Regions from separate parts of the Zea mays genome. Here regions 1 and 2 are each linked to region 3. A link is a contact called in public Hi-C data. All regions are on one chromosome and are shown on one strand. Each heading gives the region's core, a stretch centred on a gene start, on an enhancer-like site or on the middle of the called end of the contact. The rest is flanking DNA. Distances are from core to core; before and after follow the strand shown.

Region 1 (3,607 bases), core at 933-3,432, 400 kb before region 3:
CATTGGATCACTTGAGAGGAGTTGAGTGCAACTCTTGTCCGTTGGGACGCCACAACGTGGAGTAGGCAAGTTTTGTACTTGACCGAACCACGGGATAAATCCTCATGTCTCTTGTACTTGTCCTTACTGTGTTTATTGTGTCTCACAAGAGAACTCCTCTCTAGCCACTTGGCCTTATTGTGCTAACTACTAATCAAGTTTTGTTGAATTAAGTTTCAAGTTTTTACAGGATTACCTATTCACCCCCATCTAGGTACTCTCAATAAGGCTACGTGAAACAGTGAGGTCGTCGGTTTGATTCCTACCGGCCTGGTAGTGTGTGTTGGGGCGAAGGCAAAGACGCCACCCTTCGCTCGAAGTCTTCGCTGCAGCCGCCGGTCTGACAGAGACAAAACAGGCAGGGACACCCTTCGCTGATTCGGCACCAGACGAAGACCTGCGACAAAGTCATCCCACAGTGCGGCCTCGTCCAGCTCAGAGGCCCGCGTGCGATCCGGCCCATTGTAACGGGCCCTGCGTGGCCGCCGTCTGTTACGGGCCTAATTTGTAAAGGCATCCCTGTAATTACGGTCTGTAACCCCGCTTTATGGGAATATTCTGGGGATAATCTAGGTAGCTGAGGGCACATGCGTTCTTAGCACAAGGCGCTGGGCGCTCAGGTACCTATAAATACCCCTGCACAGTGCCCGTGGGAGGCCAGATTAACAGAGCTATTGCCTTCTAGCACGTAACTCTGTTGTCACCACTGTTCACCCTTGTTGGCCTCCTTGCAATTGAGAGCAAGTTCCAATAGTGTGCAAATTTTGTGCGAGAAATGTCGTGACTTTAGCAGAGATGAGAGCAGGTGGGGCCTCCCGTGATTAAAAAATATATATTATTTTTGCTATTTTTACAACCCGGTTTATATTTTCTGAAAAAGAATTTGTACCGATGGTTCTCAGTTAGCCATCCGTGGGACATAACTATTTCTACTGGCTCTTCGCGCTGACAGGTCTGATAGACGTCTATAGAGTTTCTTTTCTTTGTAGTTCGTACTAAGGACGTAGCTTATATGTTTTTTCTCTACTGATTTATGATGTCCCACTGTTTTCCTCTGCTGTGCGAGCGCGTGTCTGCACCAAACGACGAGTCGACGACTGCTGATGTACGTGCTAATTAACTTTGTAAAGTGTCCATATCATTAATTAAGCTAATAACGTCTGAGTTGTAGTGAAAAGCTAAGAAAGGGCATCAATCGGCTGCTCTTTGTTGCGTATCGTGGGGGGAGGAGCGTGACCACCTGCCACTTGCAGCAACAGTGCTGCGTCCTGCTGCAGCCCACGACGTACGCAGCGACTGGTGCCCTGCCCTGCATGATGGCATCCGCGCCGTGCCGTGCGACGTGCGTGGTGGGGCGTCGACGACCACCTGCCACTGCGTTTGCTGTGCGACTGCGAGAGTGGGAGCGGTGCCACCGGCGCCAGGCAAATCTGCAGCCCCGGCCACGGGTCCGTCTCGCCAAGAAAAATCAAAGTCGTGGTTGTAGTTTTTTCCACGGACAAAGTTTGGACTCTTGCCTCTTGGATACAATCCTATATATATAATCGTATTCCTACCTTCACTTGTTTACTTGGATTCTCTCGCGTGTTCGTGTCAATAGCTACCACCTACCGGTAGTAGTTGCTTGATGTCGCAGCGCACAGTTGAATCGATGATGACCGTGATTGATCCGAGTTCTGACCATAGCCGCTAATCAGGTCCAGTTCCTGTATTTGAATCGAGATGAGTCATCAAGATAGTCATTAAGGTGCGTTTGATTGCAATGACAGGATGGGATGAAACGATCCCTCAAATAAGTTTCAAAGGTTAGGACAGGACTATCCCAGTGTTATTCTCAATTATCTCTTAAAATTGGAGGGACGAGAAAGGACACCAAGAGACGTCTCTGTTTTAGCTGTCCCGCAACCAAACGCGTCTAAAAGAACAGCAAATCGAGATTGTTAATTAATTAATCGAACATCATTCACTCGTGTGTTCCGGCCTTCCGGGTGGGTATAAGCTGGTGGACGAGTCCACCATGTGGACCTAACGTTTTTTCAATTCCTTCTGGACAACGCGCGGCCACTGACTGGTCCAGTCGTCAACACGCGCGCGCGGAGGCAGACACCTGCCTGCCTGTCCGCCAGGGGCGCACACACACACCCCTATCCGGCATTGGCACGTCTCGCCGTCGCCGTCGTGGGGATCGGAATGATCAGCAGGCCGTGGGGTCCCCTGCCAGGAACGGCGAAAAAGGCAATCGGAAAGCCGAAAGCTACACGGGATTCGTCCGTGCGCGGTGCGTCCCACTAGTATCATCCATCAATCGATTGGACCGGTCCACGCGAATCGTGAATCGTGAGGGAGCGAGCAAACTGTGAGAGCGAGGGAATTGAGAGAGAGAGAGAGAGAGAGAGAGAGAGAGAGAGAGAGAGAGAGAGAGAGGAAAAGCTATGCCGGCACATCGCTGCTCGGAATCGGACCCAGCCACCCAGGGGGGCAAAGCTTTCCGCGGCCAGAGCAAATCACATGCGTCCCCGCGTGGCTGCACAAGAAAGGTCACATGTCAAAGCTTTGCCGTGGCTGTGCTGTGCTTGCATAAGCTGATAAAGTGATAAGCGTAACCTTGTCTACCGGGTTACAAATAATTATATGACTCAAGTCTCTCTGTTTCTAAATAACCAAATCCTATTTTCAGGACCGTGCCGGTCCATGTACCAGACTCTAGAACGAGACCTATCTCACTAGAAAAAAAACTTTAATAACATAAAGTTGCAATATACTGCGTAGGAATAAAATTTATGGTCAATGCAAAAGGATTTTATCAAGTTCCTTATAATAGGCAAGCCAATATCTATCATAATATTTTTCCATTTGATAGAATTTTATTATAGATAACGTAGAAAACTTTTTAGAATGTTTGTCTGTAGGACATTTCTCTCGTTTAGTCTCCTTTTGTGCCAAAAAATAATTTTATTTAGGATCAAGAAAATCCAGGTATCTAAGGCCAAATATATCAGACCAAAAAGAATCGCTAGCATGCCCATCAAGCCAAGTATTCTAGTTAGCGCTAATAGTAGTGGCATTCATATTAACATCATCAACCTCAACACTATTAATTGTCTCAATCTAGCAATCTAGAGGATCATTATCAGTGTTATTATCAAGTGCAATCTTACTTGTGATTATTTTATAATAGATATATCTACGGCTCCTTTCGGAGACTGAATTAATTCTTCTATTCTTTAAGTATTCTTTATGCTTTTTCTCGAACTAGAATCATATTTTTCTACATTGATCCGCGGAAGACATAAGACTATTAAATTTATATCTCATATATATTATTGTGTTTACATTTAGGGGCTGGCCTGCTAATGGCAAAAAAATCCAACCCACGCCCACCCATACACAAATCTAATAACTTTGATATTCATCCCACACCCATCCAAAAATATAAGAAAGAAATTAAACCCAACCCATCCAATAATATTATTGACTCCAAACCAACCCGTAATTGGGTGGAAACCCATAGAAACCCCATAGGTTCAGCTTATTGTCTAACATCAAGCCAACTGCATACATATACACT
Region 2 (3,624 bases), core at 305-2,804, 350 kb after region 3:
CTCGGCGCCACATCACACTATCGTTGGTTGCACTGTTCCCCTCCAGCTAATGGCACATGCCTGTTACCATCGTTCAGAATGCTGCGTCTGCAGGTACAGGTGCAGCCAATATGATCGATGCACTCAGACTCAGGGTTGAGGCCGGGGAGCTCTGAGACATTTACACGTGAGGACGGGATGGACTCATGGACCCATGCAGGCTCCGTCAGACCACTGCAGAACAATCACATGAGCACTAAACAATCACGGGATAACCAATCCGTGCCAGACAGAACTTTACTACTGACAGAGCAGACCAGACTTGTAGGTGAGATGAACCGAACCAACAAAGAATCCCAGCGTTTCAGTGCTAAGCAGGTCGTGAGATTGCTACGTTCAACAAAGAATCCCAGCGTTTCAGTGCTAAGCAGGTCGTGTGATTGCTACGTTTTACCATCCAAAATTGTTTTGGATCTCGGTCCACTGTTACTGTTTCCTGGCCAGTCATCCTTGTTTATAGCGAATAATTGACGCAATTTCAAGACCTCCACGACGGAATGGTGGAAGAGTAATCAGCAGACCCACCACCAAGATCACAACTCCTGCAAGAAGCATGGATTTACTGAAATGGTAATAATTACACAAGTGAACTTCATGTCACCATCACACATACGCTTTCCATTTCAGCGGAGGCGATCTAGCAGGATGCGCATTGCCTAGTACAGTACAACCAGGGAGGGTTTCTTCTGACCGAAGGAGGGGAAGACCATTCCAGCGAGAATCGATGGATATCTCAGCCAAAAAAGGTTAAAAGACGAGGGGGGGAGGAGGAAGTGAAACGAAATGGGAAATTCTGCCGTTGGCGTACGTGAAGATGAAGGGAGGAACAAATAAGCTCCCTTTCTCGTGTCGCATAATAACAGAGAGAGTGTGTTTTCCTTTTTCCCTTTTGCCGTTTCTCTCTTCTCTTCTCCTCTCTTCACTGCTGCTGGGTCGGCGTTTCTTGGGGCGCCGTCACTGCGCCGCGACGGTGCGGGAGGAGGACGCGGCCGCGGCCGGCGGCGGCGCAGCGGCGAAGGTGGCCGGGGAGGGAGGGGACGCCGGGTTGCTGCCGTGGCCGTGGCCGTGGCCGTGGGAGCTGCTGCGGTGGAGGCGGCACTTGAAGGAGCCTGCGTGCGTGGCCGGCGCGCACACGCACTTGGGCCCGTGGCCGTGGCTGTGGGCGGACGACGAGCTCCTCCGCAGCGTCTTCGGCGACGCCGCCGCGCTGGTCGGCGTCGTGCTGTGGTGGCCGTGGAACCTGCCCTCCTCCGCCCCGGTGTCGACGTAGTTGGACGCCATCAGCACTGTACCTCCACAAGCAGCACAGGCTCCAATGAACAAAAAGTTCTTATAAAAAGCTGAGTGGATCTAGAACGAGAAGTTCTCTTCTCCTAGGTAGGAGTTAAGAACTGTAGTAGTAAAGGGATAGGAGGAAGGCGTCCCAAGGAGCTTACCAGACGAGAGAAACTGACTGCTGATAGGCCGGAAAGAGAAGAGAGGAAGCCGAACGAGTGCCGAGAGCGGCAAACTGCGGCACCACGGCGACCGAGCAGTCCTCGCTTTTATGCTGGGGGTGGCACGGCACGGCACTGCCCGCGGGCAGGACCGCTGCCCAGGATTCCTCCTGACCCCACTCACTGGCCTCGTGGACCCACCCCGCCCCATCTACTAGCCTAGCCCACTGGTTTTTTTTTTTTAAGCAAAGGCGCCAGCGGATTAGGGCTTTCTTTCTTAAAACATTATCAGATCTCTAAACTTTAGACCAGAAGCTCTGGCTAGGTGAAGTTTTAAAATAAGCTAAAGTATTTTGAAGTTTTTAGAGCTCTAAAACTGGAGGGATGAAAGTGACGACGCCGACGGCCGTGCCCTCGTTCCGGCCGGCCCAGCGCCCAGGCGGTTCTCTTCTGATTAGAAAAAAAGGGGGGCGGTTTCTTTGAGGTGGCGGGAAACGATGGGCTGTGGAGCTTGGCGGGTTGCGCAGCTGGCTTGCCGGTGCGTGCGGATCGCGTCGCGTCGGTCGCGAGCAAACGCCAACGGGACCACGCGCGGACGGTTCTAGAATGAATCCGCTGGCTGCTGCCGCTCTATCCAAATCTTTTTTTTTTCATATACAAATCGTTTCCCAATCTATGTGCGCTGGTCCAGACACGTTCGGCCTTGGAAACCTTGAGCGATTGATAGATACATCGTGCGTGGGTGCCTGTGGTAGTGTCGTAGAGGATTCGATTCGACGATCCGAGTCATCCGACGACTTCCTCCGCGCCGCGCCGCGCCAACGTAACACTATACTACAATATTATACTCTCAGACAGAGTTCCGCTTCTTCGTCCCTCCGTCGCGTGGGCGGCGTTCGCGTGTGGTACACTCGTCCATTTGTGGTCGCAGGCAGCTGCTCCTGCTCCACTAGTCGGCTCGTCTCCCGCATGACCGCGTCGCGGACCAAGAGACGGACGGGACGATGATAATAAAAGCAGTGCAAAATAATACTGGCCACACCATGCACCTCAACAAAAGCCACACACAAAAAACTGAGAGAGACTCTGCAGCTACGTACCCTACGCGGCTACGTATAGTCCACAGGCCACAGCTGACTTGTCTGTGATCAGCAGATGATGAGGCCGCAGAGACGCATCCCACCGCTAAAATTTGTGCACCTCAAAACGCCAAACCACTGTACGCCACGCTGCGAGTCATTTTACGCCGCATCGGCGGCACGTCGGGTCGCGACGACTCCTTTCTCGGAACCGAAAGCCACTAGTGCGCCGTTCCCTTCCGATCCGAGAGCAGTGGCCAGTAGCCATTCGTTTCTAGCTAGGCGCGGTTTCACTTTCGTGTTTCATCCAAAGGCGCCAGAGAACAAAGGTGTCAACACCTTAGTACCTTACCCGGAGTGGGCATCTCCGGTCCGAATCGCGGCTCTGCCGTCGCACTCTTGCGAGCAACGACGCCGTTGATTGATTCCGCTTCTCAAGTTCAAAGAGGGAAAAAACCGATTCAAATAGCCCGCTTTCTCTCCTCTGATGGCGATTTTCAATAGGTTTCCTTGCGCAGACCATCCGTACCATCATCATCAGTTCACGCGGTTTAGGCTTCAAATAAATATATCAGGCTATAGCACTTGCGCATCACCACACCACCGCCGCTCGTCGTCAGCTTCGCACGAGTCTCGTGGAAACGGACTAGAATACACAGAATACTGCACCGGGGTGGGGAAGGGATTTTGGAAGGAGATGTGAATTCTGAGGGGAATAATCTGACCGCTGCAGCTGCAGGGTACGTGCTACTAGTATAATAACCTTATCATGACCAGGACTTCTTTTCTTGGGAAAAGGCATCGATCTTGGCAGGGAACGGACGAAAGCAAACAGGCCCTGAGGCCCCTGATCACGGGACGGGACCCGATCGTTCAAATCTTTTTGCGCTGTTGCAGGCATCCGCATGCGAAATTGCGAAAAAGGCAGTAGCGAGAGCTTTGGATGAGTAACTTTTGGAGCTCCGCGATAGATTCGGGAGAGTAATTTTCTACGCGGGAATACTGGAGGCATCAGCTTCGAAAGAATATATAGGGCCTGTTTGGTTTGTGGCTAAATGCCTAAATGTGCC
Region 3 (4,109 bases), core at 253-2,752:
AGTTCTATCTACGTATCAATTCTTCGTCACTCTAGTATAGTGAATCACTTGCAACTATTTGCACCTTGAGTTGCGCAACACATAATATTCATTGGGTGACCACCAAACTTTTATCACCATCAAACCATATAGGTGATGTCGATCATCAACAATAACAAGCACAAAATCTCACTTTACTAGACCAAGGCTAATGAGAATGGTGGGTGCACACTTGTATCGCTACTCGCAATACACTAATGAGACCACTAATTTCACGATTATCAAATCAATTATCTCACTAGGCAAAGGCTCTCGCTTTCACTCTAATAGGTTTTGTTCAGCTGAACAAATGGTTAAAAGACCTCAAATGGACAAGATGTAGAGATATATGTAGCTCAAAGATAGAGAACTAGCCAGACATGTCTAATGCACACATACCTCCACTATTGTACATGTTCGATGCAAGCTTCAATGGCTAGTTCAAAAACTACCTATTATTATATCAGTATCTCTTGGTATAAATGAACCCTCACAAGACACGTCTAGTGAGTACACCGCTTGATGTGCACATTACAACACATATATGAGTGTCTTGTATAGTGTCGCATCTGGTGCCTCATTAGATACATCTGATGAGTGCTCAGTGTCTCACGCGCATCTACAACCCTCTTAGGATGTCCTATCTAGTGTCATATTTGGTGCTTCATTGGATACGTCTAGTCAGTGCAAATCCTCTCGCATTCTTTTTAAGCGCTATCCAGATGCCATGTTAGATGCACCATATTAGGTGCACGCTAGACATTCTGATGCTGACCATTAGCATTTAAATATAGAAAATAAACTCTAACATCTTATTTAAATGATTATTCGAATATAGTTAAAGATAGGAAACGTGAAGACTCTCTAGAGTATAAATAAAATATAGAAAAAGTTGTTGAAGATTGAAAAATATAGAAAGTATATTTTTTATGTAAATAAATTTTTAAACAATAATTTATAGAGTAAAATTTAGAAATACAACCATAATCGAGCAAATAAAGAAAAAAAGGCACAGCATCAAGCAGGCAGCATGCTACCAGAGGCCAGAGGTAGGTAGGCCACCCTTTGTGTGCTGGTCCACGAGGACCACCACCACTCTACTCCACGTCTCGCATCACGGTCACGCCAATCAATCGCCAGACAACAAAATGAAAGGAAAAGAAAAACCATGACAGATTGACGGGAAAAGAAAAAGAAGCGTGGTGGCGCAGACAAGGCGAGGCGGGATAAAAAAAAAGGTATTGGTTCCGGCGTAAACGATCGCCATTATTAAAGGCGGGGAAAAAGAGAGGTCGCAGCAGCATCCAATCCGTTCGCCTGCCGCCTGCCTGGGCCTTTGCCCTGCCTCCCTCTCCTCGTCAAGATAAACAAAAAACCGGCAGCTTTTGTCTCCTTGCAGGCGCCCCACACACCCAACGTGTCTTCCCCGCCCCGCCCGACCCCCCGTATATATAACTTCCCTCCCACCCCTTGCCCTTGCACTACCCAGTACCCAGTAGTCAGTAACCACATCTCCTCCCCCTCTCCCGCAAAGACAAGGCCGGTGTCCATGGCCGTCCAGGCGCAGCACCTACTCAACCCCGCCTTCCTGCCCCACGACATGGGGCACGCCTTCAGGGCACTGGAGGGCGCCACGGTCGGCGGCGGCGGCTCCGCGTTCCTCGACGAGCTCGGCTTCGGCGGGTGCGCGCCGGCGCCGGCGCCGGCGCCCTTCGAGGTCGCCGCGTTTGGCGACACCCAGCCGCGCAGCGAGCTCACCTGCAACGGCGGCGGCGGCGACAACAGCAACGTGTTTCTCCCGAGGAAGCGTGCACGCGTCGCGCCCGGGTTCCTGGATGATGCCCACCAGCAGGGGTTGGTTCTGCCGGTGCCGCAGGGCCAGGTGTTCGCCGGCGACGTGCAGAGCAGGGAGGCAGGGTGCGGCGCGGCGTCCACCAGTGGTCGGGCGGCGGCCACCACCAACGGCGTCCTGTCGCTGCTCTACCGCCAGGGCATGGAGATCGACGCGCTGGTGCGGCTCGAGGTGCGTGGTAGTCAGTCGTTGCCGTCTTGACAGATCCGGCGAGCTCCCCCACACGTTGTCTGACTCTTGCTCGCGTGGTCTTGCCGCAGACCGAGAGGATGCGTGCGGGGCTGCAGGAGGCTCGGCGGAGGCACGCGCGCGCGGTGGCGGCGGCCGTGCAGCGCGCCGCGGCGGGGCGGCTGCGGCTGGCGGAGGCCGAGCTGGGGCGCGCCCGCCGCCGCAACGCCGAGCTGGAGGAGAGGCTCCGGCAGCTGGCCGCCGAGGGGCAGGCGTGGCTGGGCGTCGCCCGGAGCCACGAGGCCGTCGCCGCGGGGCTCCGCGCCACGCTGGACCAGCTGCTGCAGCAGCAGCAGCCCGGCGCCGGCGTTGGCGGCGGCGAGGCGGAGGACGCGCGGTCCTGCTGCTTCGAGACCTCCCCGCCGGGCCCCGTCGCCGACGACTGCGACGCCGCGTCCCGGGGCTCCTCGCCGCCGTCGTGCAAGTCCTGCGGAGGCGGCGACGCGTCCGTGCTGCTGCTCCCGTGCCGCCACCTCTGCCTGTGCCGCGCGTGCGAGGCCGCCGCCGAGGCGTGCCCCGTCTGCGGCGCTAGCAAGAACGCCTCGCTCCAGGTCCTGCTGTGACGAGGCGGGAGGGGCCCTGCCGGCGTGTTGGTCCCGCGCGGTGGCGGCACTCGTTGTCCAATGAGATCCGCTGGCTCCCGGGGTCAGGCGGCGAGCTTTGTTGAGTAGTAAATGTAGAGATGCTCCAAGTTGCAGCATAGTAGGCTAATTTTAGACGCAGTTAGCTGTACTACTGGTAATTGGCACTAACTTCTGTTCTCCCCTGGAATATCTTTCTGGTACCTTGTTTCTCAGATGTGCTAGTAGTATTTTTTTTTGGGGTAGTGTTGGCTTGTTGTATTAATGAGGAGATCGGCCAAAGCTTAGATACGAAAAGCTATGGTATTCTACTATACTTGGAGCTTCCCTCGACATGTATTATTGTTTCAGCGTGACGCCAAATCTGCTTGTAGTTGTACTGAAGCATCATGTTACCAACGTGGAGTGGCGATCTGGCACTGTTCACATCGTCCACGGCCAGGATGGAGGCCAGCAGTAGAGGGGATCGCATCTGCCGAATGGGCAGCGTGGTCCCACCAGCGCTGCGTGCGGGCGCTGGTCTCTCCTCTCGCCCACACCGCATAAATGACGCGAGGGTACTCCCGGGACAGATCTTTGTCTGTACAAAATTGACTTGTCCGGTGCGTCATCCCCGTCCCGTCAAGGCCAACGTACTACGTTGCGGTCGGTCAGTCACCGAGTAGTGGCAGTCCGTAGAAGTGGCGTCGGTTTTTACCGCGCGCTGGGTGTAGCAGAGACTCGGTACACGAGACGGCTCAGATGGATCAGTCTGCGTGCGTGCGTGCTTGCTTGCTTGGTAGCTAGCTAGCTTGCCGTGTTGTGGGGGACGCGATTCCTCATGGTGGGGTCCAGCTAGTAGTACGGTTCATGGCTAATCACACGCCCCAAAAGTTCTGCTGGTACGGTAGGACTGCAAAGGCGGAGGCAGCTGTTCTCCAGTCAAAGCCGCGGCCTGCGCTCCAGAAAAGATGCGACCAAGGAAACCAACCAGCATGGGGAAGGAACGCCGGAGCCTCGGAGGAGAGGAGAGGAGACAAGGCAACTGCCACTCCTTTCGTGCGTGCGTACCGGACTCCCGGTGCCCGGCCCGCGTGCAGGCGCGGCGCACGCAGTTGCCTCTGCCTCTCTGCTCTCGTGACGTGAAGCGGCAGCCAAGAACGACGCTTTTTTCTTTGTTAAGCCGCGTAATGGCCGGGGCATAGATAGGCGAGGCGACTCCAGTCGTCCACTCCACGTCTCCACTCTCCACCTCGCATTTGCCTTTCGCTAGGCTGCTACGGCACTGACCTTTTTTTTTGGGGGTCTTGACAGCATTGGTTCCTTTTGGAGGAGTCATGTTGACAGGAGGCACTACACTACACAGCACCAGCAGAGCAGGCGCAGCCCATACAGTACAGTGTAAAGTGCAGGATAAAAAAAACGCGGTGGAAATGGAAATGAGGAGGAAG

What was found. A called contact is a pair of places that touch in the nucleus more often than the background predicts.
Region 1: a contact with region 3 is called in a Hi-C map of bundle sheath, with 3 times the contacts expected there. The contact joins the enhancer-like site here to the promoter of LOC100281271 in region 3. A contact is called at or near these places in 2 of 25 Hi-C or Micro-C datasets (bundle sheath and endosperm).
Region 2: a contact with region 3 is called in a Hi-C map of endosperm, with 3 times the contacts expected there. The contact joins the promoter of LOC100277165 here to the promoter of LOC100281271 in region 3. A contact is called at or near these places in 2 of 25 Hi-C or Micro-C datasets (bundle sheath and endosperm).

The regions. Positions count from the first base shown.
Region 1 is chr2:63,309,951-63,313,557 of Zm-B73-REFERENCE-NAM-5.0, reverse strand. No RefSeq gene overlaps it. Among protein-coding and RNA genes, the nearest start is that of LOC100281212, 45 kb to the left of the region's middle. Within about 2 kb of position 2,182, at least 19 of the 20 cell types and tissues checked have an H3K27ac peak or open chromatin away from gene starts, as enhancers often do. A contact at or near this core is called in bundle sheath and endosperm, where this site is marked.
Region 2 is chr2:62,556,684-62,560,307 of Zm-B73-REFERENCE-NAM-5.0, reverse strand. LOC100277165 reads right to left here and starts at 1,554. Exons shown (of 2, transcript NM_001327920.1): 1 at 1,476-1,554; 2 at 467-1,325. The coding sequence starts at 1,320. The coding sequence ends at 994.
Region 3 is chr2:62,908,507-62,912,615 of Zm-B73-REFERENCE-NAM-5.0, reverse strand. LOC100281271 (inhibitor of apoptosis-like protein) reads left to right here and starts at 1,502. Exons shown (of 2, transcript NM_001154992.2): 1 at 1,502-2,041; 2 at 2,131-2,992. The coding sequence starts at 1,568. The coding sequence ends at 2,661.